2 separate regions of the Pan troglodytes genome follow, and region 1 is linked to region 2. The links are chromatin contacts, called in public HiChIP or PLAC-seq maps. All regions are on one chromosome and are shown on one strand. The core of a region is the stretch at or near the end of the contact, and the rest is flanking DNA. Distances in the headings are between cores, read along the strand shown. Region 1 holds the start of UGCG (UDP-glucose ceramide glucosyltransferase). Region 2 holds the start of PTBP3 (polypyrimidine tract binding protein 3).

Evidence for each region. HiChIP or PLAC-seq counts read pairs in DNA pulled down with a chosen protein or histone mark.
Region 1: a contact with region 2 is called in an H3K4me3 HiChIP or PLAC-seq map of stem cell-derived excitatory neurons, with 8 times the contacts expected there. The contact joins the promoter of UGCG here to the promoter of PTBP3 in region 2. A contact is called at or near these places in 1 of 7 Hi-C or Micro-C datasets (stem cell-derived neural progenitor cells) and 1 of 1 datasets of contacts at active chromatin or transcription factors (stem cell-derived excitatory neurons).

What each region holds. Positions count from the first base shown.
Region 1 is chr11:26,580,847-26,587,324 of NHGRI_mPanTro3-v2.0_pri, reverse strand. It overlaps UGCG (UDP-glucose ceramide glucosyltransferase), which reads left to right and starts at 2,638. Exons shown (of 9, transcript XM_016961429.4): 1 at 2,638-3,136. The coding sequence starts at 3,039.
Region 2 is chr11:26,145,480-26,152,421 of NHGRI_mPanTro3-v2.0_pri, reverse strand. It overlaps PTBP3 (polypyrimidine tract binding protein 3), which reads right to left and starts at 4,428. Exons shown (of 15, transcript NM_001280380.1): 1 at 4,342-4,428; 2 at 1,997-2,030.

The DNA.
Region 1 (6,478 bases), core at 1,389-3,888, 440 kb before region 2:
GTTACTGGTCATACTATATAAAACCCTTTGTTGTAAGGTTCCAGAAAACATTTTTGAAAAAATGCAGAATATAAAACAATGCTTAAATTAAGCAATTGGTGTTCCTCAAATCTAAGAGGGCATTTAATGATAAGATGCAGCATTATTTTATATATCACTGAGATGCACTATTATTTTATATTTGAGTAAAAGAAAACCACAAGCCATTGGCTGGGCACAGTGTCTCACGCCTGTAATCCCAGCACTTTGGGAGGCCGAGGCAGGTGGATCACGAGGTCAGGAGTTCGAGACTAGCCTGAACAATATGGTGAAACCCCGTCTCTACTAAAAACACAAAAATTAGCCGGGTGTGGTGGTGTGCAAATGTAGTCCCAGCTACTGGGGAGGGTGAGACAGGAGAATTGCTTGAACTCAGGAGGCGGAGGTTCCTGTGAGCCTAGATCACGCCACTGCACTCCAGCCTTGGCGACAGAGCGAGACTCCACCTCAAAAAAAAAAAAAAAAGGAAAAACGCCAATTAACTCTAAGATGGCATTGACTGTGAGATGCATTCCCATTTCAGAGAAATTAAAATTTGTTAAAGTGTTTTTTTGAAGTGTGCCTTAGAATTAACTACAATCGTAAATTTTTGTTTGGAACGTCATTTCGATGTTAGAATTCTATTCCACTTTTTTTTAAGACAGGGACTCACTGTCACCCAGGCTGGAGTTAAGTGGTGCGATCACAGCTCACTGCAGCCGCCACTTCCCAGGATCAGGTGATCCTACCACCTCAGCCTTCCCGGTAGCTGGGACTATAGGTGCCATAACCATGCCTGGCTAATTTTTTTTTTTTTTTTTTGTAGAGACAGGGTTTCATCATGTTGCCCAGGCTGGTCTCAAACTCCTGGCCTCAAGCAATCCTCCTACCTGAGTCTCCCAAACTGCTGGGATTACAGGCATGAGCCACTGCGCCTGGCCCTCCATCCTGCTATTTTTATCAGCCAGTAACTCTCAACAGTGGGAATTTGATTTTGAAACATTGTTCTTTCCCACTGATTCTGCACCAGTGGAGCCAAGGATGTTAATCGAGGAATGGTTCGGACATTAACTCTTCTAGTTGTAGTTTGTCATTTAATTGCAGATTGAGGTAGATCATTCAGTGACTATTAACTACCATAAACAGCAATAATAAACAACTTTTCTTTTTTTTAAATTCATCTATTTTTTTTCGAGACAGAGTCTCGCTCTGTCGCCCAGGCTGGAGTGCAGTGGCGCGATCTCGGCTCACTGCAACCTCCGCCCCTCCAGGTTTAAGCAATTCTCTGCCTCAGCCTCCGGAGTAGCTGGGATTACAGGCGCCTGCCACCACGCCCAGCTAATTCTTTGTATTTTTAGTAGAGACGGGGTTTCACCATCTAGGCCAGGCCGGTCTTGAACTCCTGACCTCATGCTCCACCTGCCTCCGCCTCCCAAAGTGCTGGGATTACAGGTGTGAGCCACCGCGCCCAGCCACAACTTCTTTTCAAAATTGAATTCAATTCTGAAATATCTCAAGGGAGGTCATGGATTATTTAAAAGGAAATCACTTGCAACAATAAACATAAAACAATGCAGAAATAGTATAAACTCATCTAGATTGAAGAAACACAAACATTGAGTACTAGCATCTTCTTGGGATGACTTAAAATTAGGACAAATACTTAGTTACCTTACTACCCAAAGTGACATTTCTTCCCATTTTAGAGCTGTGCTGTCCACACGTACAATTAAAATTTTCTAGTACCTAGCCAAAGTATTTAAAAAGAGAAATTAACTTAATAATTTACCTAATTTAATGTAATATGTCCAAAATATTATCTTTTCAACATGCAATCAATATAAAATTTACTAACGAGATGGTCTTCCACATCTGATGTACTGTTTACTCCAGAGTGGCAAGCTGCCTTTCCAACCCTCACTTAGCCACATGTGGCTACCGTATTGGATGGCAGTCTTAGGGAATTTCAATATCAACTGATTCTTTAATTCTGAGTTTGAGAATTTCTTTTTATAATACACACGGTCGCTAAGGCGCTTAGAGATCTGTGAGGCGCATGGAGATTATTTTACTCTCCGGTCCCTTTTGATCCAAGATCCCACAGCATTAAAAGCAGTAAGAGGGAAGGCAATGGGCATCCCTTGCGCCCAGGAACGTGGCCTGGAGGGCCTGGCTGCTCCGAGCAGTAGCAGTGCCCGGCGGGGAGGCTGCAGACGCGGCGTTGGAAGTTGGATTTCTAGACAAGCGCCGGCAGCTGCCCGGAACCCGTGTCTTTTTCTGGCGCACCCAGGAACAGCAGGGCCAGACGGAGAGAGAGCAGCCTCCAGCCAGGCACAGGGTCCCGAGCTGCCACCGACACCGAGGGAGCCCGGCCCAGGGCTGCAGCGCTTTCCGCCTAGGTGGGCGGCAGCGGGAGCGAGCAGCCGGAGGAAGCCCAGCCTGCGTCCTGCGGGCAGCAGGACACGATCTCCCCGGCGCGCTCTCGCCGGCGCCGCAGCGGGCGCGCGGGCGACAGGGTGGGCGTGGACCGGTGGGGGCACCGCCCCTGGGAGAGGCGGGCGCCGCGGTTCCGGGGGCGGGACGTGCCGAGGAGTGGGGCGCGAGCCGCCGGTTTTGATTAGTGCGCGGAGCTGCGGCGGCGGAGCTGCTCGGCCGGGAGCCCGGCGGCGAGACGGAGAGGCGGCGGAGGTGCCCGCGCGCAGGGTCTGGTGGGCGGCCGCGAGGCTCGGGAGAGGCGAACCGGAGCGCGGGGCCGCGGTCGCCCCGACCAGAGCCGGGAGACCGCAGCACCCGCAGCCGCCCGCGAGCGCGCCGAAGACAGCGCGCAGGCGAGAGCGCGCGGGCGGGGGCGCGCAGGCCCTGCCCGCCCCTTCCGTCCCCACCCCCTCCGCCCTTTCCTCTCCCCACCTTCCTCTCGCCTCCCGCGCCCCCGCACCGGGCGCCCACCCTGTCCTCCTCCTGCGGGAGCGTTGTCCGTGTTGGCGGCCGCAGCGGGCCGGGCCGGGCCGGCGGGCCGGGGGATGGCGCTGCTGGACCTGGCCCTGGAGGGAATGGCCGTCTTCGGTTTCGTCCTCTTCTTGGTGCTGTGGCTGATGCATTTCATGGCTATCATCTACACGTGAGTGAGGGACCGCAGGAGGGGCTCGGGGCAGGGGTCCGGGCCTCGGGGACAGGCGAGAATGGGAAACGTTTGCGCTTTGAAGGGGACTGGGCTCGGGCGGGGGTGGAGAAAGCTGATCGTCAGGCTGTTCCCCCCGTTCCCTCGCCCCTCGGACCGGCGGTGGCGGTGGTCTTTGCGAGGGAAAAGTGTTGGGCGTGGGAAGGGTTTGCTGGGTTGCAGGCGACTGCCCAGCCAGGCTAAAGGAGACTGCTCTTACGTGTCAGGCTGAAGGTGGTGGCTTGGTTTGATTGTGCTGGGGATTCGTGTGATTTTTCATCTGGGCCGAGATGTATGGTGTATTGTTTTTTTCTCCCGACCTGGGCCACGTTTCTGTTAGGGTGGTGATTGTGTCCACTTTTCTGGGAGCTGCTCACAGCTATCTGGACACCTCCCTGTGGATTTTCTTCTTCCTGGAAGGGCTCTATGCGCTTAGATAGGTGTGAAGCACCTGTCCACCCTGAAAAATGTCCACCAAACCTCCGAGCTGGCATGATAGCTTTGAGTCCTGTCAGCTTGTACATCTCAGCGTGGTTTTCTTTCCTTTTTTCAGTTCCTCGTTTTATTGTTTTATGTAGATTTGTACTCTCCCCGTGCCGGCCACATCTTTTCATTTTTGTTTAACAAATACTTCTTGAGGCCTACTAGATACCATGCACTGTTATTGGCCAGGGGACATGGTGGTGAGCAGGACAGAATTCCTGTCCTCATGGGGCTTACATTCTAGAAGGAAGGAGCAGATAAAATCTAAATAAGGTTATGAGATTGTGACGAAGCGTGTAAGTAAAATAGAACTGGGTGATGGCGTGAATAGAGACATGGGTTATGTGGCTAGTTTGGTATATCCACTGTTTAAGGTGAAATCTGCCTCTGTAAAGAAATGAAAAAATTGTATAGAGCACATTACTGATATCGATTCACTTGGATTTTTAGTCTGGGGGGAGAAAAGAGCAATTGTATATAGTAATCGTTACCATGAACTAGAATAGAGTGTATGTTAGTGGAAGAGACTTTAAGAAATTAGTTACTTTTAGTTTTTTGGGTTTTTTTTTTTTCCTTTTTACTGCGGAAAAAGTGTGCCTTTGCTTTTGGAAACACTGTATTTTATTAGTATAGTGTGGCATTTCCTGGTACTGAGAAAGATGATGCTGGTACAAGTTATACTGATATTTCTTTGAAAGTGAAAGAAAACATGCCACTTGGATATTGTTGACTTTAGTTTTTGGAGTTGGTGAGCTTAGTCACAGCACATTCTGGAGTTCATTTAAAATATGTGAGTTCTTTTTCTTTAAAAAAATTGTTACTTTTTACCGTCATAAAAATAAAAAATGCTTACTGTGTAAGGAATTTATGCAATAGAGAGAGATGGAGAAAATTAAAACATGCACACACCAAAACTACATTACCTTGTTAACCTTTTGTGACTATCCTTCCAATCTGTGTGTGTGTGTGAGAGAGAGAGAAGGAGGGAGGGGAAGAGGGAAGAGAGAAAAGGACTATATTATGATTATTGTTCTGTAACCTGCTTTAAAGTTCATGTGTTTAATAAATGTTTATTGAAAAGCCGTTTTGTGCAAGGCACTGTTCTAGTTGCTGGAAGAGTGAAGAACAAACATACAAGTCCCCTGTTCACATGGAACTGTCCTGTAAAATGTCTTGACCGTTTTTTGCATGTCAATATCTGTATGATCTCTACATCATTTGTAATAGATGCATGATATTTTAGTTTACCAGGTACCAAGATTTATTTATTATTACTGATGGATGTTTAGGTTGTTTCCAATTTATCTAGATTACAAACAACACTGTGATGAATTTATATGCATACATCTTTGAGAAATGATCTCAGTTATATTTCCGAAAGAGGAATTATTGGGCCAGAAGTGGTGCACATTTTAAACTTTGATACATATTGGCCCCATGGAAATGTTATGTATATTCACAGTCCTGGTAACATTGTATGATGGCCCCATTTTGCCTTACAAACACTAAGTAGCAGGCATTTCACTGTTTTCTGTTTCTATTTTCATTCCTTTAAAGTTACATTGAGCACTTTTAAAATATGTTTATATGCTAGTTACATTTAGATGTAAATTACATACTCATAATCCTTTGCCTGTGCTGCAATCTGTTGCTGAATTCATCTTTCTGATATAAAGGTTGTTTTCTGTCACATGTAGCATTCTTTTCCCCAGTCTGTTTTTTGTCTTTTAACTTTGTACATATATTTGACATGGAGAAAAGTGTGTGTGCATGTGTGTTTTAGGTAGATAGGTCTTTCCGTTTCTTTTACATTTTCTAACTCTTATAATGTTTATATCTTCCTTATTCCTCCAAATTATTATATATGTTAGTCTCTGCTTCCTCTTAGTATTTTTTTCTTAATTTTTTCACATATTACCCTGAATTCACCCAGTATTTTACTTTGTTATATGAGAGCTAGAGCCCTAATTATAGTTTCTTCTAAATATTTAGAGACTTGTCCAGAATTACTTATCAGATGATTATTTGATTATTCCACTGTTTTGAAATATTTTTATTATAAACTAAGTTCTGCTTTATACTTGGGTATGTTTCAAAGCTTCTATTGCCCTTTCTTAACCTATTTTAGATGGCAGATGTTTGTAGGATTTCTGCCAACAATGTCAAAGGTAACATTCAGATTAGAGACATTTCAAATTCAAGAGTCTTATTGTTGAGATTGAAGATTTCCTAAAAATAACTAAAGATTATAGCCTTGGCAAGTTAAATAGCCTTTATGGGTTAATTTTTTTTTTTTTTTTTTAATGGTAAGTGCTAGTGTGGCTTGATAGGTTGGGGCCTAAGGTGAAATTGTGTAAAAGCCTAGAACTGATGGTAGTGTTTCTCTTCTAGCCCTTGGGAGCCACGTTGCTGCGTGATGAAGTGATCTAAGCAGAAACCTTGCTTCATGCTCTCTTCCCTATCCCATCCACCTCATATTATTATTATGTCCCTGTGTACATAAGGTCCTAATGTTTAGCATCAGGCTTTATCTTTCGACTGGAGGTGCTAGGCTAGTGTGGAAATAATTTATGTGTCCTTAAATATTAGCTACCCTCAAGTAAAACAGAGGTCCTTTTTTACCTGGAGGTGTATATGTATGTGTGTGTGTGTGTGTGTGTGTGTGTGTATTTTTTCTTTGAGACAGGGTCTTGCTCTGTTGCTTAGGCTGGAGTGCAATGGCACGATCTTGGCTGACTGCAACCACCGCATCCCAGGCTGAAATGATTTTCCTGCTTCAGCTTCCTAAGTAGCTCCCAAGTAGCTGGGACTACAGGCATG
Region 2 (6,942 bases), core at 3,179-5,678:
TGCTTGCTAAAAGCAGGTAGTCAGAAAGCCAAATTTTGTATTCAAATATGGTTCCTGCATCTAACATTTAAATCTTCTTTCACTTATGAAGACATATCTTTCGGGCAGGCGCAGTGGCTCATGCCTGCAATCCCAGCACTTTGAGAGGCCAAGAGTTTGAGACCAGCCTGGGCAACACAGCAAAATCCCAGCTGGGCATGGTGGTGCACGCTTGTAGATTTACTAGCTACTTTGGAGGCTGAGGTGAAAGGATGGCTTGAGCTCAGGAGTTAGAGGCTGCAATGAACTATGATCATGCCACCACTGCACTCCAGCCTAGGTGACAGAGTTAAAAACAAACAAAAAACCATGAATGAACACCACTGTCAGGTCCAACAAATGCAAATAAAGTAGGAGCACTGAAATTTGCTAACAAGAAGAGATGATGAACACAGATGGACCCAAAGTGGTGGAACAAATTTACATAAGTCAATCTATAATGTGTAAGATACATGTAAACAAAGATGAATTATTTCTTTCTACAATAATCTGAACTGTAAGTGGCTTCTAGAACTAGATTCTCAACTCAGCTATATCAAATATTAAATTACTAAGGGAACCTTTAGAACACCCAGATATTTTAAGTCTCATACAGATGAGCACTGTTTACTTAATTTATATTTAAAAATCCAATAAATGGGCCGGGTGCGGTGGCTCACACCTGTAATCCTAGCACTTCGGGAGGCCAAGGAGGGCGGATCACCTGAGGTCAGGAGTTGGAGACCAGCCTGGGCAACGTGTCGAAACCTCGTCTCTATTAAAAATACAAAAAAATTAGCCAGGCATGGTGGCATGTGTCTGTAATCCCAGCTACTCAGGAGGCTGAGGCAGAAGAATCACTTGAACCCCTTCGAAGGTGGAGGTTGTAGTAAGCTGAGATTGTACCACTGTTCCCCAGCCTGGGCAACAGGGAGGCTCCGCCTCAAAAAAAAAAAATCCAATAAATGAAAAGACTTTGGTAAAACTGAAATGATTTATAACCTAGAAGAATCATTATTATAAAATACTAATTATCCAGCTCTCTGGATGTTTGCCTTTTAGACAGAACTCTCATTGCTGACAGCTAGGTATAACGAAAAAAAAGTCAGGCTTTGGTACCAGGAAGACAAGAGTTTGAACACTAGTGCACCACATCTTGGACACAAACTTTCTAAAGCTATTTTTTCACCTCTAAAATGGGAATACTGATTACCTACCTTGAAGGATTGCTATGATTGGTAAAAATACATGTAAAGCACCTGACACATAGTAGGCACTGAAGAAAGAAGTGTCAGCTGCTTATTCTCATAAGCACATCCATGAAAGAGGATATAAGAAAGGACATGGTAAGAAGATAAATCAGAGCCTAGGCTACACTTTTTTTTTTTTTTCCCCCTGAGACAGTTTCTCACTCCCATTGTCCAGGCTGGAGTGCAGTGACACGATCACACTCACTGCAGCCTTGACTTCCCGGGCTCAGGTGATTCTCCCACCTCAGCCTCCCAAGTAGCTGGAACTACAGGCACGCACCACCATGCCCGGCTAATTTTTTTATTTTTATTTTTAATAGAAATAGGGTTTCACTATGTTGCCCAGGCTGGTCTCAAACTCCTGGGCTCAAGCAACCCGCCCACCTCTCAGCCTCCCAAACTGCTGGGATTACAGGTGTGAGCCACCGCACCCGGCCTAAGCCTAGGCTACATTTAACTGCTAAAACAAAGCAAACAAAAAGCATCCTGATAATTTAAGTGAAACTTCGGGCTAAATTTTTTGTTCACATTTTATACACATAATACTATAGTTCCTCCTTATAAATACGTAAAATCCAAAATTACCTCAGGTCTACTTATTTTGGAGCTAAGTAAAAATTAAAGACTATTACACAATAAAGCAGATAATTTTATGAACAGGTGAGACTGAAAATATGCCAAAAGTAAGATATAAAAATGCATATGAAAGGATAGTAAAAGATTCCTACCTTCAAACCGACTGTTATAAGATCTGTAACAACACTGTATGGAAAAAGTAAAAAGAGAAAATGGAAAACAAAGTTAGAGAACAAGTTTTTAAAAGACAGAGATAGTAAGAATAAAGGGGAAAAAGCATTATAATAACAAATAATAAAATAAGAATGTGATGAGTTGTGAAATATTAATACAAAGAAAAATGATGAGACAGTCTAGCAACAGCAGAGTGTAAAAGCAAATCCTTACTACCAATGCAAGAAACAAATCCTGTTATCTTTTAGTATTTAGGAAAGTATAGTCAAACTTCAATAAAAATGAGTGTTTATCCATTTACCTCTATTTAACGAAGCCAACCCAAAACTTAAAATCACCAAAGTTTGTTCTTTTAAGTCACTGGCATGAATAATCGTGTCTGAGGTTTTAAATGAAACAAAACCAGTGCTTGGATTTTACAGAAATAGAAGGCATCTTGCAAATCTGCATTTACCACCCAAAATTGCTCACCAAAATATAGTTAAGACAGTCTCTCAGAACTAAAATAAATACAAACATCACATTTCAGACATCAAAATTTTCAAAGATTTGCTTTTTAAAAATATTCTATCACGTCAAAACTGTGTTTAAGTATAAATTATCTCTTAGGAGGAAACGAACACACACACACACACACACACACACACACACACACATATACGCACGAGAGACAGTTGGGATTTGAGGAGGAACTAGAAAGATATGTTGACTGGTGGCTTGTGGTTTGTTTTTTAACTACCCAAATAAGGAAAAAGGATCTTTTTCAGGCTGTTGGAAAATGTAGAAATTTAATTAGTCTCCTGAAGGCAAAAATGCACTGTATTCTTAAACCACATCCCTTAAGACCAGGGTGTGAAAATCCCCTTTAAAGTCCTGCCATACAAAAATTCTTCTCTTCTAAGCCCCAAGAAACTGTCTTCGATTAATGTTTTTCTTCATATCTCCTAGAAGAAAGCTACGAATACATTCTACATATTGTTAATAACCTATGTCATCATTACCTCATAAAAGTCAACGAATAAATGACTCTAGATGATGTAAACTGTTTTTAAAATACCACGTAGATTTTTTATTTTTCCTTGTAAACTTCTGAAACTTGAAATTCATTTGTCTAAAATTTAAATGTGATAAGTAACTGGACGCTTGCTGCATAAAAAATAAGATTGTGTAACACTATGGTTATTGGTTCTGATACAAAGGGCAAATCATGCTCCGACTTGAACTTCCAAATGAACTTACCTTCCAGTCAGTATCTGTATAACTGCCTTGCATATTCAAACCAATAAACCCACTACTACCTTTAAAACCACAAATAGCGTGAAGGGAGAGTTAACTTCTTAAACACTATCAAAAAGTAAGTTTGCACTTCACAGTTATCCTACAGTTTAACAGCAAAGACGCAAAATTCAAGAGTCCTCTTTATTATAACTATACATTTTACGACACAAAAAAATAGCCTGCTTCCATTATTTAAGTCAAACCTTCCAGACAATTAACTACACATAATGAAATGCTAAATTCACAGCCTGCCTGAACCAAAATATTAGTATGACACAAATCTTTACGACCACAAAATTTTTCAACATATAAAATGCAACCGAATAAGGTAATGTGAAATAAGTTTTCAACAATGTTCTCGAAGAAACTTCAAACAATAAAAACAGCTTCAATTCCCCCCCAAAATATATACACCTACTGTGTACCCAAAAAAGTTATAATTTTAAGAAATTTTTTAAAGCTTCAATCAAATAAAAATAAAGAACATCACAATCATGAATAAAATCTAAAACTCCACTTTGATGTCTGTAGCAGTGTGCAATCTGCATTCAAATGAATCAATCCGAAATGTCATATACACTTAGTATTGTGAAACTAAAATAAATGAAATCTAATGAGGTCAAAAGCTGTTGGAAGATTTCATCTTCTTCAAATAGCATATCATCAACTATATGGCAACATGTGAACGACTTTTACTGTTCTAGCAAGTTGCATATATTCCACAACCTCACAGAAATCTTGTCATCAAAAGTAGGTAACAAGCTAAAAAAAACCTCAAATACATAATGGGAATAAACCGAGTTGGAGATTTTTTTTTAATCCGTAGGTACAGATACTACAACCTTCAATTAATTCACCAAAATCCTAACATAGTTGTTACTTTAATTACCAAAATATGTCAAGTCCCACCCCATATCCCTGAGTCCCCAGAGAACAGTTTATATACATAGACTCTAAACCTTTTTATTTTGGTCACGGACCCCCATTAAATTTTTGAGCATTTGAAATGCCCCCGAAAATCGCTCGTACATCATATTTTACATACACGGGCAGATAATTCATTAAGTTTCTTGGGGAGAGAGAAAGGTGAGGGGGAAGCGTCCATGGTCACTAAGTCCAGACCCCTGGTGTCGAGAAAGCGTTAACGTATCTCACAGCACAAGTCGGGAGACCTCGGCCAAGTCCCGCGGCGGCCCTGGGACCCCGCGTGGGACCATGGCTTGCGACCAGGTCGCCGCCCAGACGTGTACCGACGCGTGCACCCGCCGTCGGCCGCTCGCCCCACCTCGCCGGTAAACAGCAACTCCCCCGGCAGGAGGACGCCCGCCCCGCGCGCCGCCTCCGCCTCCCCCAGCGCCGCGCACCATTTTCTGAGAGGAAGTGTCGGGAGGCCGAGCTGGGCTCCCCGGACTTGGGGCGCGGAGGGCGGACCTCGGCACCGCGGCCGGACCGGGCTTTCCTCTGCTCCCGGGTGTGTCGAGTAAGGCTAGGAAGCAGCGGACGTGTCCGGGGCGCCGCGTGGGGAAAGGAGAGCCTGCGGCGGACGGCGCCTCCGCGATTCCGGGATCCCCACCGAGACGCCCGGAAGCCCCGCCGTCGGGCTTGGCCGGGGCCGCTCCTCCGGCCGCCGGCGCCGCGCACTGCTCCCCAGCCCTTACGCGTCCCGCGAAGAGCCGGGTGGAAGCGGCGCCAGGGCAACCCGGTGCGGCCGCCGCGCCGCCTAGTACTTACCCATCCATGGCCTAGATGGAGGCGCGCACAGAGCAGGGACTGACGGGCTAACCGCGAGCAGAGGAAGCAGGCGGCGGCAGCAGGGCGGTTCCGGGGACAAGCGAGCGTTGGCTCTGCGGAGCCCCGGCCGGTCCGAGGTGGAAGGAGAGTGGGAACAGGGGCGGGGACCGGGCACGCTCCCGCCACCGCCGCGCCCCCGCCTTCCCCACCCCGCGAGCGCGTCCCCGCCTAGCCCGACCCCGCCCCCTCACCGTCCCCGCCCTCCCTCGGGGCCCGCCCCTGCGCTCGCGCCCACCCTCGCCCCGCTGGCAGCCGGCCTCCGGCTCAGCTCTGGGGCGCCCTCTTCCCGCGGTCGCTGTAAGACCCCGCCCCTCGGCCCGGCGCGCGCGCGCGCCCCCAGCCTCCCTCCTGCGTTCGCGGGAGCGCGCGCCTTGTGCTTCCCGCTCCGCCGCGCACCCCGCCCGCCCTCCCGCGGCCCCGCGGGCCTTCCGGCTTCGCAGACCCGGGCTGCCAGGTTTGAATGCCTCCCTCTGCCGGCAGGAAAAGCTTTGGGGACCTGACTCCCAAGAGTAGGCAGGAATGTCCCACGAGGACCCCAGAAACGAGGTGGAATTGCCCCGGGTGCGCGAGGCTGTAGATGGCACGTCCAGGGACCAGCCTCTGGCAGCCCGGCGCTGGAGTCGACCGCTGGGACCGACACCAGCCCCATAGGTGTGGCTGGGACGATGAATGAGGTGAAAGAGGCTGCCCGGACTGGAATTTGTATACAATTTAAGTATCTGAGTGCATTTCGACCTAACCGTCTAGTATTGAATTTATATGAAAAATTCATTGTACAAACATGGAATGGCTATATTCCCAGCATTTTTTAAAAGTTTACTCATTATTCCCTTTTTTCAGATGAAAATACATATACAAAGAGAGTGATTTGCTCACAGTTTCACAACCAGGAAACGTTTGCACCAGAGCCCTTTCCTCTGGTCTGAGCAAAAAGTATATATATAATATAACGAGTGACAACACGCTTGCTTTTTTCCCTTTTTAGTGTGAAATTGAGTACTTTTTCAACTCACAGATAACCAAAATGTAACCCCCTAAACTGTTAAGCCAAATTCTTAACCTACTGAGTAAAAAAGAGCGGGGCTCCTCCCTGTGGCTTCGTCATTTGAAAAGCAACTAACAAGAACCTCAAACATCTATCCTTGCTAATTTCCTGCTTTCAGATCAGTAGGTGCTGCTAAAAAGATCTAAACTGTGGACTCATTCATCATTCAGTCAGTATTAACCTACTATGTGCCGGGCACTGCATGAATACACAAGAAAATCAGGTTCCAGCCGTCACTGTTGAATGGATTCTTCAGTCCGTTTATGTATATTTTTGACATACAACTTTTCAAATAGGTAGAGTAATTCGGTGAGGTAATTCTTAAAGTCCTGTATCTAACCTCAGTCCCCTTCCAAAATGTCAAATATATTTTGTTTTCTATATTAAATCTAAATATTAAGTTGCATTTGTAAACATTGCCAGATGGAAATGTAGAATATCAACAAGATAAGTAGCTGATGCAGTCTTTCTATCACTGTATTTGGGATATATTCTGTTGATGAAATTTCCTTAACTCTTTTTTTAGCTACACAAGTAATATCAGCATAAATGCTCATTTTGGAAAATTCAAGCACTATAAAATATTGAAAAGTTATCATTAATATTTTTCTTCCCAAACCACCCCCTGCCCATGACTACCACTGTAACAATTCTGCGTGCATCCTTCTAGACCTTATTTTTTGTTGTTGTTTGTTTTTTTTTTGAGACGGAGTCTTGCTCTGTCTCCCAGGCTGGAGTGCAGTGGCACAATCTGAGCTCACTGCAACCTCTGCCTCCCGAGTTCAAGTGATTCTCCTGCCTCAGCCTCCT